3 separate regions of the Sus scrofa genome follow, and regions 1 and 3 are each linked to region 2. The links are chromatin contacts, called in public HiChIP or PLAC-seq maps. All regions are on one chromosome and are shown on one strand. Each heading gives the region's core, a stretch centred on a gene start, on an enhancer-like site or on the middle of the called end of the contact. The rest is flanking DNA. Distances are from core to core; before and after follow the strand shown. Region 1 has its middle 380 kb from the start of RUNX1. Region 2 overlaps RUNX1 (runt related transcription factor 1). Region 3 has its middle 440 kb from the start of RUNX1.

Evidence for each region. HiChIP or PLAC-seq counts read pairs in DNA pulled down with a chosen protein or histone mark.
Region 1: an H3K27ac HiChIP or PLAC-seq map of alveolar macrophages shows a contact between it and region 2. The contact joins two enhancer-like sites. A contact is called at or near these places in 2 of 47 Hi-C or Micro-C datasets (heart right ventricle and subcutaneous adipose tissue) and 2 of 2 datasets of contacts at active chromatin or transcription factors (alveolar macrophages and skeletal muscle).
Region 3: an H3K27ac HiChIP or PLAC-seq map of skeletal muscle shows a contact between it and region 2, with 9 times the contacts expected there. The contact joins two enhancer-like sites. A contact is called at or near these places in 2 of 47 Hi-C or Micro-C datasets (omental adipose tissue and skeletal muscle) and 2 of 2 datasets of contacts at active chromatin or transcription factors (alveolar macrophages and skeletal muscle).

Annotation. Positions count from the first base shown.
Region 1 is chr13:199,009,719-199,013,831 of Sscrofa11.1, forward strand. No RefSeq gene overlaps it. Among named protein-coding and RNA genes, the nearest start is that of RUNX1, 380 kb to the left of the region's middle. Within about 2 kb of position 1,518, at least 7 of the 83 cell types and tissues checked have an H3K27ac peak or open chromatin away from gene starts, as enhancers often do. A contact at or near this core is called in alveolar macrophages and subcutaneous adipose tissue, where this site is marked.
Region 2 is chr13:198,470,096-198,474,069 of Sscrofa11.1, forward strand. All of the region lies in intron 2 of RUNX1 (runt related transcription factor 1), which reads right to left. Among named protein-coding and RNA genes, the nearest start is that of RUNX1, 160 kb to the right of the region's middle. Within about 2 kb of position 1,451, at least 70 of the 83 cell types and tissues checked have an H3K27ac peak or open chromatin away from gene starts, as enhancers often do. A contact at or near this core is called in alveolar macrophages, skeletal muscle and subcutaneous adipose tissue, where this site is marked.
Region 3 is chr13:199,072,846-199,077,108 of Sscrofa11.1, forward strand. No RefSeq gene overlaps it. Among named protein-coding and RNA genes, the nearest start is that of RUNX1, 440 kb to the left of the region's middle. Within about 2 kb of position 2,411, at least 20 of the 83 cell types and tissues checked have an H3K27ac peak or open chromatin away from gene starts, as enhancers often do. A contact at or near this core is called in alveolar macrophages and skeletal muscle, where this site is marked.

The sequences.
Region 1 (4,113 bases), core at 268-2,767, 540 kb after region 2:
AGAAAGGGGAAAAAAAATACTTGGACCACTTGGATATTCTGAGGAAATGTGCTTGGGGAGGAGTCTCCCTTTATGAAGTAGTTAATATTACAAACTTAAAAAAAATATCTTAGCATTCAAAGAAAAAATGTTGATAAATTGGTTAGGGACTAAAACCAAGGATTTTTGAGAATCTTGTTACTGAGAAAGGAGGGAAAAAAAGGTATCTTGCTTGGGATTATGGAAAGACATCAAACTGGTAAAAACTGGGAATTAATTCCTTTTTTGCCATTTTAAGTTGCTTACCAACGTGTCACCTATCCTCTTGGTGGTTCAGAGCTCATTCTGGAGAAACAAAGTGCTTTAAGGATGCTGTGTTCTCCATGCAGGAATTGTATACAGTCTAGCAGTGAGCCTCCACGTAGAGATGCACGCGTGAACCCTGCCCTGAAATGAAGGGCGCTAGCCTGGAGTACACACACACACACACACACACACACACACACACACACACACACACACACACACACACACATTTAGGTAACACTCTGAGCCATATGTTGCCTAGAGATTTCCACTTTCCATAAGCTAATCTCAACTAAAAGGTAGGTAGAGCCTCATCAGAAAAATCAATGTTCACTGACTAAAGCAGTTTTGTGTTCAGTTCTAAGACTCCAGAAAGAGATCTCCTGGCCCCAGACCTTGCTAGCCAGTGGGGGAACAATGACACAAAGCCTTGGGGGTGTCCCCAAGGGACAGCCAGGCTCAGCATTTGCTGTGAAGATAAGTAGCCACTCTGGATATTTGAGGCAGGCAGGACACAGTGCCAGAGACTGGGTTAGGCAGCATTATTCTAAGGAGATCCTTTCTTTTTAGCAAAACCCTTCATTTTGAAATCATTTCAAACTTACATAAAAAATTACAAAAATTGCGCAAAGCGACTCCTTTATACCTTCATTACATTTCCCAACTCTCACCATTTTATCAGTTTTGTTTTGTCATTTTCTATCTTAAGGATCATATGAGAGTAAATTGCAGACAAGATGCCTCTTTACCAAATAGTTCAGTGCCCATTTCCTAAGAAGGACATTCTCTTACATAAGTTCAGTGCAATCAGCAAAATCAGGAAATGATCATTGATATAACACTAGTATCTAACTTTGGAGACAATCTTTTAACTGTCCCTTCTGCACATTTTTTGATTACTGCGTGGGTTTCTGTGCCTTCAGAAGACTGAGACACCTTCCTCCTTAGATGGGTCTTCGGGATTCCCAAAAGGCAGAATCAAACCATCTCCACATCCAGCCTAAAGATTCTCTAAGGAGGTGGCATTCAACTTTCTCAAAGGAAGCACATTTTCAACTCATTCTTTAGTTGAGTCCATTTCTTAAAATTCCCTCTGATGGCAAAAGTTTAAACAGCCAAGCTGCTGCCAGAAAAAGTTGTCTAGCAGTCTTTCCCGTCCCCCTGCCCCTCCCAGCCAGCTTCCTCCCCCTCTCTGTCTGCCCCGTGTCTGACACAGAAGCCACATCAGACACCCGGAGAAGAAGCAGACTCACAGCCTGTCAACACGTCCTGCGCTGCCTGACTCTCAGCATGGTGGTTGCAGGGGGTCAGGAACAGACAAGATGCTTCCAACACGGGGACCATTTAATCCGACACTATTTGCATCCACAGAAGGCACAAAGCCCACTCCATGGTGGCCAGGTGATGGGAATTAGGCATGAGCCCTGGTAAGAATCCTAAGTGCCCTCCTGACTGACAAGGATCGCCCCCTCCTTAATTTGGGTTTTGCCATTGGAAGGCTCAAAATACCTGGCAACAAATAACTTCAGCTGTTAATCTGGGATTTTCATTTTAAAAGGATTTTTGAGCCTTTATATGCAGATGTTGAAATCATTTCAACATGCTTCCCCCTAACAGAGTTCAGTGTAATAGAAAAACATTACTTCCAGCAGGCTTTTCACGCTTGGTAACCGACACACTTTGGAACTTGGTGCCTGGGATGGCCTGTTAACCAAGTACAACCATGTGATTTTTCTAATGAGACTTCTGATCCATCCAGAAATATGAACGGATGAACAATCTAATGACCCGTTCCTGGAACATGTGCTTTTCCAGAACTTTCTCACAGTCTAAGACAGTTTTCTTCCGTTAACAAAAGATGTAACATTGAACATTTTCTGGCTTTTAAAAAACCCAAAAAAACAGAACAAAGAATCTGAAAGAAGTTAAGTGTACATAAAACATTTTAATGATGGTTTTGTTTATGTCTAGTTAAAAATGAGGACAGGAGGCTAGGGGTTTCCTTGTAACAGCAGCCCAGGCATTACCTGGGAGTTGTTACCATGGAGATTCTCAGGCTCCACCCCAGACCTTCCCAGTCAGAATCTGGGTTCTAACATGGTGCCCCAGGGATCTGCAAGCACTTCACAGTTTGAGAAGCAGTGTGACGGACACGTGTGCCATCCCAGCAAAGATGCGGAGTAGGCTGAAAGAAATGCTTGCAGAGTGATCAGACCACAAAGAAGCTTCCTGGAAGGGATGGGGGCATGTAGTCTCTGAAAGACTAAGTGACTAATATTCCACTTGATTTTTTCCAAAAGAGGGTAGCCAGACGGAGCAAATAAAAATACAGGACACTCAGTTAAAATTACATTTTAGATCAATATTGAATAATTTTTCTAGTAGGTCCCCTGCAACATTTGGACATACTTGTAATAAAAAATTATATATCAGGGAGTTCCCATAATGGCTCAGTGGAAACGAATCTATGATCAGATCCATGAGGACGGAGGTTCAATCCCTGGCCTTGATCGGTGGATTAAGGATCTGGCATTGCCATGAGCTGTGGTGTAGGTCACAGATGTGGCTTGGATCTGTCATTGTTGTGACTGTGGTGTAGTCCAGCAGCTATAGCTCTGATTCGACCCCTAGCCTGGGAACCACTATATGACATGAGTGAATCCCTAAAAAGCAAAAAAAAAAAAGGACAAACATATATCAAAAATCCAAAAATATAATTGGGCATTTTCTGTTTTTGTCCAGAAACCCTTTGCAGAGTCTCTAGATCAAAAATAAATAAATAAATAAATAAATAAAATTTCCACATGGCTTATTTGTAAACTGGGCTGATGATAAATACCTTTATCATTTCCAAAATCCTTGAAGTGCATTTTTAGTTATAGAAACACATTCAAAACTTTTAAAAGAAATGACATCTAAATATCATAATAATCTAAATGACAGTTTTCTTCAAGAACATGAAAATCGCAGATTCTAACACCGTTACCTTTTAATTAATCTTTTCCATCAGAACCAGAGGATAGTCTAAATCAACCTCCTTTTCACATTTGATATTCTTACTTCCTCATTCTCATTTAGAGATGGCCACAGAATGGGACTAAAGAGTTGGACTCTTTCTTTACCTGGTAGTGTTTACAGTTTGTTTGCTGATTCAAAACTGCAGGTTCTGTTTCTGGGAACTAGCATAGTGTGTGGTTCTGTGGCCTTAAAATTGTCAAGAGGAAAAACCAGCACTTAGGCCTGTCTGATTTACTCCGAAACTACTGCTTATCAGAAATGAGATCCACATGGAATTACCTTAAGTTCTTCCTTCTGCCCTTTATTCCATAGTTAACTCTTCACATCAACTGGAAATAAAAAGAAGCATCCTTTTTTCCATATATAATGATTTTTATTTTTTTCATTATAGCTGGTTTACACTGTTCTGTCAATTTTCTACTGTACATAATGGTGACCCAGTTACACATACATGTATACATTCTTTTTTCTTACATTATCATGCTCCATCATAAGTGATTAGATTTAGTTCCCAGCGCTACACAGCAGGACCTCATTGCTTATCCATTATCCATTCCAAAGGCAATGATCTGCATCTGTTAACCCAAGTTCCCAATCCATCCTGCTCCCTCCCCCTCCCCCTTAGCAACCACAAGTCTACTGTCCAAGTCTATGATCTTCTTTTCTGTGGAAAGGTTCCTTTGTGCCTTATATTAGATTCTAGATATAAGTGATATCATATGGTATTTGCCTTTCTCTTTCCAACTTACTTCACTCAGGATGAGAGTCTCTAGTTCCATCCAGCTTGCTGAAAATGGCATTATTTCATTT
Region 2 (3,974 bases), core at 201-2,700:
CAGGCCTTTCCGGTATCAGCCAGGGCGCGGCTCACGGCCGCGGGCTCCTGGAATTGGCCCGCGCGCCCCCGCTGCCGCCGCCGCGCGCTACTGTACGCAGCCAGGGTGGAGAGTCCACCGCCCCTCGCTCCCCGCGCGTATCTGCATCCACGCACACACACGCACACGCTCCCACGCTCGCCCGAGGCCCCGCCCCGGTGCGGACGGCGACCCTGCGGCTTTGCACACGCTCAGGGTTGCGCAGCTGCCAGATCTAGGGCTGTAGTGCGCGGCGGCGGCACTGGCGGCTGCGGTTCGGAGAGCGAGGTCGTGGAGAAAAGGAGGCCGGCCAGCCTAGGGAGGAATCGGGCCGCGCGCAGCGCCTGGAGCGACCCGGGCCGCAGATCTGCCGGAGGGAGGCGCTCCGCGAGCCATGGAGGGTGCGGGGCAGCGGCCGTCGCAAGCCTCCCAAAACCAGGCCGGAGCGCCCGGACGGCCCACGCCCTGCGCGGCAGCCCACTGCTGAGCCTTTACTTCCCCAACGTGGGTGGGATTCGGCCCCGAGGGGGCCAGGGAGCCGGAGGGCGGAAAGCCCAGCGGCCCAGCTCGGCGTGCCCCCACGGCCTGACTGGCAACTGCGGCGAATTGGAGCTGATTCATTTAGTGAGGCCAGGCGGTGTTGGTCTCCACAACATGGTTTTTGTGTTTTTTGAGTTTTATCTCTTGGTTTATTTGCTATAATTGGGCGTTTTTCGCCGCGGCTGGGCTGCGGCTTAATTACCCATTGCGCCGCACTCAGGCTGAGTGTGCTTAGCGGTCAGAAAAGACCCCCCAAAACAAGCAACCGAAAAGAAAGTTGAAAGCATCCGCTTGGCTCGCTCCCCGTTAACGGAGCGTCTGCTCCTTGGCTAGGCCCACGTCGCCCGCGCCCCGCACCCACCTCCCTCTCCCCGGAAACAGCCCCGGCTCCGCTCCCCGCCTCCGCCCGCGAGCTGCAGCGGGTGCTGAACCCACCCTGGCTTTGCGCGCTGGCGGGAACTTCCCCCGCTCCCGTCCCCCCGGCGCCACGGGCATTTTCGCAGAGCTTAGGGGGCCCCGCCCCCGCCCAGCCGCCGGGCTGCACCTTCCCCACAGAGCCCACCCCATCTCTCCCCCCGGGGGAGGGCGCTCACCCGCTCCCCCCTAGCACCGAGCCCTCCACGTCGACGTCCCTAGGCGGGGGTCCCTCCCTCCCTCCGCCTCTATCCCCTTGCCGGCCCGCGGCTGGGGTACTAGGGCGACGCCGCTGAGGACTCTCCTCGGGCTCCGCCGCTGGGGCCTGCAGGAGACCGGCGGCTGTAGCGGGCCATCCGAGGAGGCCTTTCCGGGCGCCGAAGTGACTTTCTTTGCTCCAGGCCCAGAGAGGCCGGGAGGGCTTCGCAGAGCGGCCTGGAGGCTCTGCGGGCTGCGGGCTCGGGGCGGACGCCAGGGGGCAGCAGGCCTCCTCGCTCGCCGCCTCGGGCTCCTCGCTGCCGCGCAGTGCGCTGGGGAACGCCCCCGACGGCGCGGGGTTCCGCTGGCCTTCTCGCGGCCTTTGGGTCTCTTCTGTAAGAACTTCAGTTGGGGAAGAAACGACAGGAAACGGGTGCTCTAGGCAGACTGCGCTGCTGCATGCCCGCCCCCGCTCTCCTGGCGGCGGCGCTGCGGGCCTGGGAACCCCTTACTCGGGCAGGGAGGTCCCGGACTTCCAGACTGAAGCGCATCTAGGTCTACCCGAAACCCCTTTGCCCGGCGCCGGCGTTGGCGTGTTCCAGGCCGTCGGTGCCGCATCCCGGGCGCCCTCGCCCAGCCTGAGACCATGACTCCGTCCGTCCAGTCTCGCTTCTCCCCACGTGGGCCGATCCCCTCGCTCCTCTTGCTCTAGGAAACATGGGACGCTCCGGATCTCCCAGCACCCAGACGCATTTTGTTTTAATGGGCCTGGGGTTTTAGAAAACTCCTTTGTATTTCTCTTTAGAGATTATTTTGAAGAAGCCCCATTTCAGGTGTAAAGATCCCAGACGTCCCACCTTGGCCGAGCAATTGCAAATAACTACTTAGTCACCAAACCTCCCCGTCTGCCGGCCCTCCTGCCCGGGGCCACCATCTCTGCGTCCCGGCTCGGGGCTGCCGGATCTGGAGGCGAGTTCGGGCAGAGTGAAACCTTTCTGCTTCGGCTCAAGTGCACTTTCCTAAGAACCGACCAAGAGCTCCTGGGGGCCGCCTTCCAGCACATCCCTGTAGCGCCCGGGGACGGGGTGGGGTGCGACTCGGGTGTGTGCAACAGGCAAAAATGGGCTCTGCTTGGGGAGATAGAGCGATCTGGGGTAATCTGCCGCTCGGAAAGGTCAGAGGAGGCTCAAGTGGGGCTGCGACCGTTTGCTTGAAACCCTAAACCCCGCGAGGGGCTGCGGGGCGCACCCCGCGCTGCGGTCTCCCGCGCGAGGATCAAGTTACCTTAGTAAAAGAGGAGGTACGATAGATGCACCAAGTTTAGCCTTTCGAGGGCAGCATCGTGGGCGCTGCTCAACCCGGAATCTCAACCAATAAATCCCTAGTTTGAACGCTGACAAGGACGGTAATGGCAAGGAAGGCTTTTGCTGGTTTATTCTAAATCGGGCATTGGGGGTTCCAGCGATCGCGCGCCGGCTGTAACTGCGTTGTGCGGTGCAAGCTTGAAAACCAGAAACAAAAACCACGGCCCCTCTTCGTCGAGGAACTAAAATGGATGGAAAGCAGGCAGCATGCGACTCAGCTAAGGGGTGCCGGGAACCCCTTGGTCTGAAGGGCTTTTTACCCAACTTATGAAGTTCAGTAACGTCATGTAGGAGAATTCATTTCCACCAAGAGCGCTCATTTAAGCGGCAATATAGAATTTTCCTTCCTCTGCCTTTGTGAGAGAAAAGGGAAGGAAACATTGCTAGAAACATTCCTGTCGTTCCCATGGAATAATGCTAAATTTTACTTCTGTTATATTACAGTAGAAAAAAATACAACGAAACAGTATGTTGGGCGGATGCTATGTGACAGATTCAAATTTGCTGCATGAGGGAAATTTCAAACAGGCTCATAGGTTGAAGGAAGTATAAGTTTTCAAAGTAAATTTAAAAGGTAGTATTTAGCTAGTTGGAAGAAAAAAAAGTCACTGGAAAACAGTAACAGCTTATTGACATTTTGCCCCCATTTTCGGTAAATATATAACTATAGGGGGTCTCAGAAATTATCTAAATATTGTCCATTTTTTGCTCTTTCAAAACTCTGAAAAATAAAATAAGAATCTCATCCTCTTAAATATCCCCATCTGTAATATGATATTTCTAAAATTATGTTTCTAAAAATGTAATATTTCTTAAATAATTATTTCTATTTTCAGTGACCATTTTAATACAGATAAAAATCAGAGAATGTATTTTGTCTCTGATTCTGGACCAAACTGCTGCAGGTGGTACTAATAGCACAGGGAAGGAACACAATTTTAATATATGTACAAATAACGTGCAATACACACCATCCAGTTTTCAACATTGGAATTTAATTAAACATCCCCCCCCCCATGAGTTCGACATTATTTCACTTTTAAAATCTAATTACTTTGGGGACAAGATGAGATTCCTTAGTTCTTCAGTTACATCCTTCCTCTGTGTGAATATTTCTATGGAATGCTGTGGTTGATGTGTGACTATTTCACCAACTTCGTAAATCAATGTACAACTCACAAGTGGCAAACCGAGAAAAATTTTTAAATACTCTTTTTTTTGAAATTAGGTAAAATTAGTGAACATTTTACTCTCACAAAAATTTTGTATTACTGTACCAAAAGTAATAAACTAAGTTATAACACATAGAAGCCAAGCCCTATTTTTTTTTTTTTTTTTTTTTTTTAGAGAGAGAGAGTCTATATAGAGTCACTTAATAACAGCAGAATGCACCTGTGGTAAAAGCTGTAGAACCGAGGGTATCATTTAAGATTTCATTGC
Region 3 (4,263 bases), core at 1,161-3,660, 600 kb after region 2:
TTCCCAGGCTAGGGGTCTAATTAGAGCTGTAGCCACAGCAATGCCAGATCCGAGCCACCTCTGTGACCTACACCACAGCTCATGGCAATGCCAGATCCTTAACCCACTGAGCAAGGCCAGGGATTAAACCTGCAACCCCATGGCTCCTAGCTGGATTCGTTTCTGCTGAGCCACGACAGAAACTCCCAAAATTTTTTAAAGCAATTGGTGTCTACAAGTAGACATCAGGTTTCTTTCTTCCTCCCTTCCTTCGTTTGTCTTTTTAGTGCCACACCTGCAGCATATGGAAGTTCCTGGAGCCAGAGGTAGAATCAGAGCTACGCCTGCAGCCTGTGCCACAGCCATGGCAATACTGGATCCCAGCTGCACTTGTGACATATGCTATTCCATAGCTGGTGACAATATTGGATTCTTAACTCACTGATCAAAGCCAAGGTTTGAACCTGTATGCTCACAAGACGTCAGATCCTTAACCTACAGCGACACAATGGGAACGCCTAAATATAAGGTTTCTTTCTAGACTTCTGATTTACACCCTGTGGGGGTCAACTGTTACTATAGATAAAGAATTTCTACTCAAATATGGAAATTAGAAAGCAATCAGAAAAGCTATTCAGGAGTTCCAATTGTGGTGCAGTGGAAAAGAATTGGATTAGTATCCATGAGGTTATGGGTTCGATCCCTGGCCTCGGTCAGTGATCCAGCATTGCCATGAGCTGTGGTTTAGGTCACAGATGTGGCTCGGATCCTGCCTTGCTGTGGCTGTGGTGTAGGCTGGCATTTGTAGTTCCAATTCGACTCCTAGCCTGGGACCCTCCATAGGCCGTGGGTGTGGCCCTAAAAAGCAGAAAAAAAGAAAAAGAAAGAAAATAGAAAAGTTATTCAAAACCAATGATCCAGCCATATTTTGCATCTTAGGTGCAATAAGGATCACCTGAGCACAAGATGACTCTGATAAAACCTCTCAGCCTGAGTTCCCCCCAAATCCATATTCTTTCAGGGACTGAATCCTGCTGTTTCCCCCAAACTGGAATATTGTTTTCCTCAAATTCCTGGACTCCTTGAATTCATCCACTTCCAGTTCAGATCTGAGGTCCTCTGCCACTCGCAACATGGTCCTCACAGTCTGGGAATGTGCTGCCCTCCCTGCTTACAACTCAGGATAAAACCGAAAATTTTCCCATGTCCTCTAGGCTCCCATATGCTCAACATCCAACTTACTGTCCCAGATCCACGTAGAGTCTCTCACCTTCACTCGCTCTAAGCTCCAGCCTCGTGATTTCATGATCTTGCCTCACACACCCTGCCATCCCACGAGTACAGGTCTCAGCTTAAATGGCACCTCCTCCAAGAAGCCTTCCTGGCCCAGAGCCCCTTGCTCACATTCCACCTGGCAAAAGACTATTTGTATTGACCACCTTTCACCTCTCAAAATGTTCTTTTTAAATTAATAGCTACTTTTAGAGCAGTTTCAGGTTCACAAAAAAATTGAGCAAAAAGTACAGATCGTTCCCATGGACTCCTTCCCACACCACGATATTCCCCTCTTATTCACGTCTTGTATTAGTGTGTGGTATGTTTGTTACAACTAAAAATATTACATTATTATTAACGAAAGTCCATAGGTTACACTTGTGTTGATTCTTTGGGCTGTATATTTTATGGGTTTTGACAGTTGTCTGGTGTTATATGCCCACCGTGACAGTATCATACAGAATTAGTTTCACTGCCTTAAAAACCCCTTGTGCTCCATTCACTCACCCTTCCCTCCCTCCCCTCAACCTCTGGCAACCACTGATATTTTGCTTGTCTTTTTTTCAACAGTTTGCCTTCTCAAGAATGTCATTGAGTTGGAATCATATAGTATTAGCCTTTTCAGAGGGGTTTCTTTCACTTAGCAATACATATGTAGGGTTCCTCCGTGTCTTTTTGTGGCTTATATTTCATTTATTTTTATTGCTGAATACTATTCCATTGTATGGATATAGCACTCTATTCATTCACTTGCTGAAGGACATGCTTTCAAGTTTTGGTAACTATGAATAGAGCTGCTATAAATATCTGTGTGAACATAGGTTTCTCAGCTCATTTGGGTAAACACCAAGGAACACCATTGCCAGATCACATGGTAAGACTCTGTTTCACTTTGCAAGAAACTACCAGACTGCAAAATGTTTTCTTGATTGCCATTATCATTTTACCTTCTTTTTTTGGAACAGTAATGTTTGAGAGTTAATCTAAACCATACTGGTCTTATTATAGTCACAAAACTAAAGCCTTGGGGAGGAAGGAGGGGCAGCAGATTGAGAAGGAAAGAAAGAAAGAAATTGCTTAGGAGAGCAAGACCCTTTTGCACAGCCTGCTTGGTAAGAAGGAGGATTTCCTGTTTTCTCTGCATTACAGACCACATGCTGCTGGTCTCATCATCACAGACAAACAGCAGCATCTGCCAGCCTGCTGGGCAGTCACAAGCACAGAGCTTCTGAGTTGCAGAAACACCTCTTGATAAATTCCACTCCTCCCGGGCCAGAGGTTTACATGACCTGTTGCAGCCCTTTTGGACACAACCTGAACACAAGCAAGGTGAATTTTTCCTCTGTATCTTGTTAACACACATAGAACAGGAGAGACTGAACCCATGACTGTTAATGATCACAGCAGAGAGTCAATGCCAAAGCATCACAGTCAGTGCCAAAACCCTGACATTCACCCAAAGCAGCCACTCCTGAAACTTCTTCACTGAACAGTCTTGGGCTCAACCTGGAAAAGCACATTTCATGAGTAAGGAGGGCAAGCTGCACCCAGATTGGGGGCCACTTGCCTTGTAATCTTAGGAACTTCACTGACTTCTCTGCCTCCCACGTCCACCATCAGCAACCAACCTTAAACTGGAATAACATCGAAAACCATGTGAGCCACTCAGACAAAACACAATTTATAATATTTTAATCACTACCGGGCTAGACAAGCCTCTCCCAACACAAACTTCCCACACTTCTTCCATTCCTTTTATTTCCCTCCCACGAATCCACAGAGTCCCTCCACGGAGGAGATATTGCAAAACCTCTGCAGCAAATGGGATGTAGCTTCCAGTCGTTTGCGTGTCTTCATGGGAACTGATACAAAAATGTGGTTTCATGTATCAGGAAAGCTTCTTCCAAGGCAGATGGGTGACACTGCCCATTTAAGATGTTAACTCAAGACCAGTACCTCTCTGCAGGGTATGTTGGCTCTAGAAACCTTGTACCTGGGTTAGGATCTGTAGGTGGTTTCTGCTGAAGAAAATGCATGTAAATTAAGAGACAAAACTCTGACTGGGCCTTTCAGGTTTGGTTGGTTGTTTTTTGTTTGTTTTTGTTTTGTTTTGTTTGTTGCCTCTTACAAAAGAGATGGCCTAATATTTCCCTTTAAGTTTATGATAAATTGAAAATTGTGTTTGTTTTTTTTTAGGTTATAAATGTCAAAAGAAGCCTATCCTTTGTATCAGGCAGAGTTAAAATATGCTTACCTTCTTTTTTTTTTTTTTAACCTGGAAAAATTCCCCTGAATTGAAAAATAAGCCTCCGCTCTTTGTGTAAGTCACAACAAGGCTTCTTTGGGGGCAAACCACTGTCTGCAGGTTTCCGATAGAATCTTTGCAGCAAACCCAGCAGCCACACACACAGCCGTGCCAAGATTCTCGCCAAGACGTCTTCCAAATTAGTAGTAGTAGTATCATTATTATTTTTGGTTATTCTTTTTGCCCAGAGCAAATACTGAAGTATAGAACCTTTAGAAATGCTCTGAATTTCATTACAAAGAAAATCACAAATATTGCTTCATAATCTCTTGCTTTCATTTAATCTCAGTCAGTGGGAGAGAGAAGTGCCATTACTTTGTCTAGCCATCCTCCTGACTCTGAGGGTTGGAAACCCAGGGCTGAGGGACCCACAAGACCCATAGGTGGAGTACACGGTACAGGCTTTCATCCCGCAGTCCTACTCAAGGCTTCAGACATTGGATCTGGCTCACCAGGGACTTGTCTGCATCTAGCAGGGCTGCAAAACCCGTTCTTGGGCTGGCACAACACATGTTTCTAAGCTTTACATTTTCCTTTCTCTGTTTTCCTAAAGCTGTGTCATCTTCTCGCAAAAGGAATAGCCCATCCCACAGATTTAAAGATGATAAAATGTCCAGTGAGTCTATTAAGACGAATGGATTCCATGTCCCACGAGTAAAGTCCCCTTGTACATGTACTCCTGCATGCTGAGCATGACACACAGG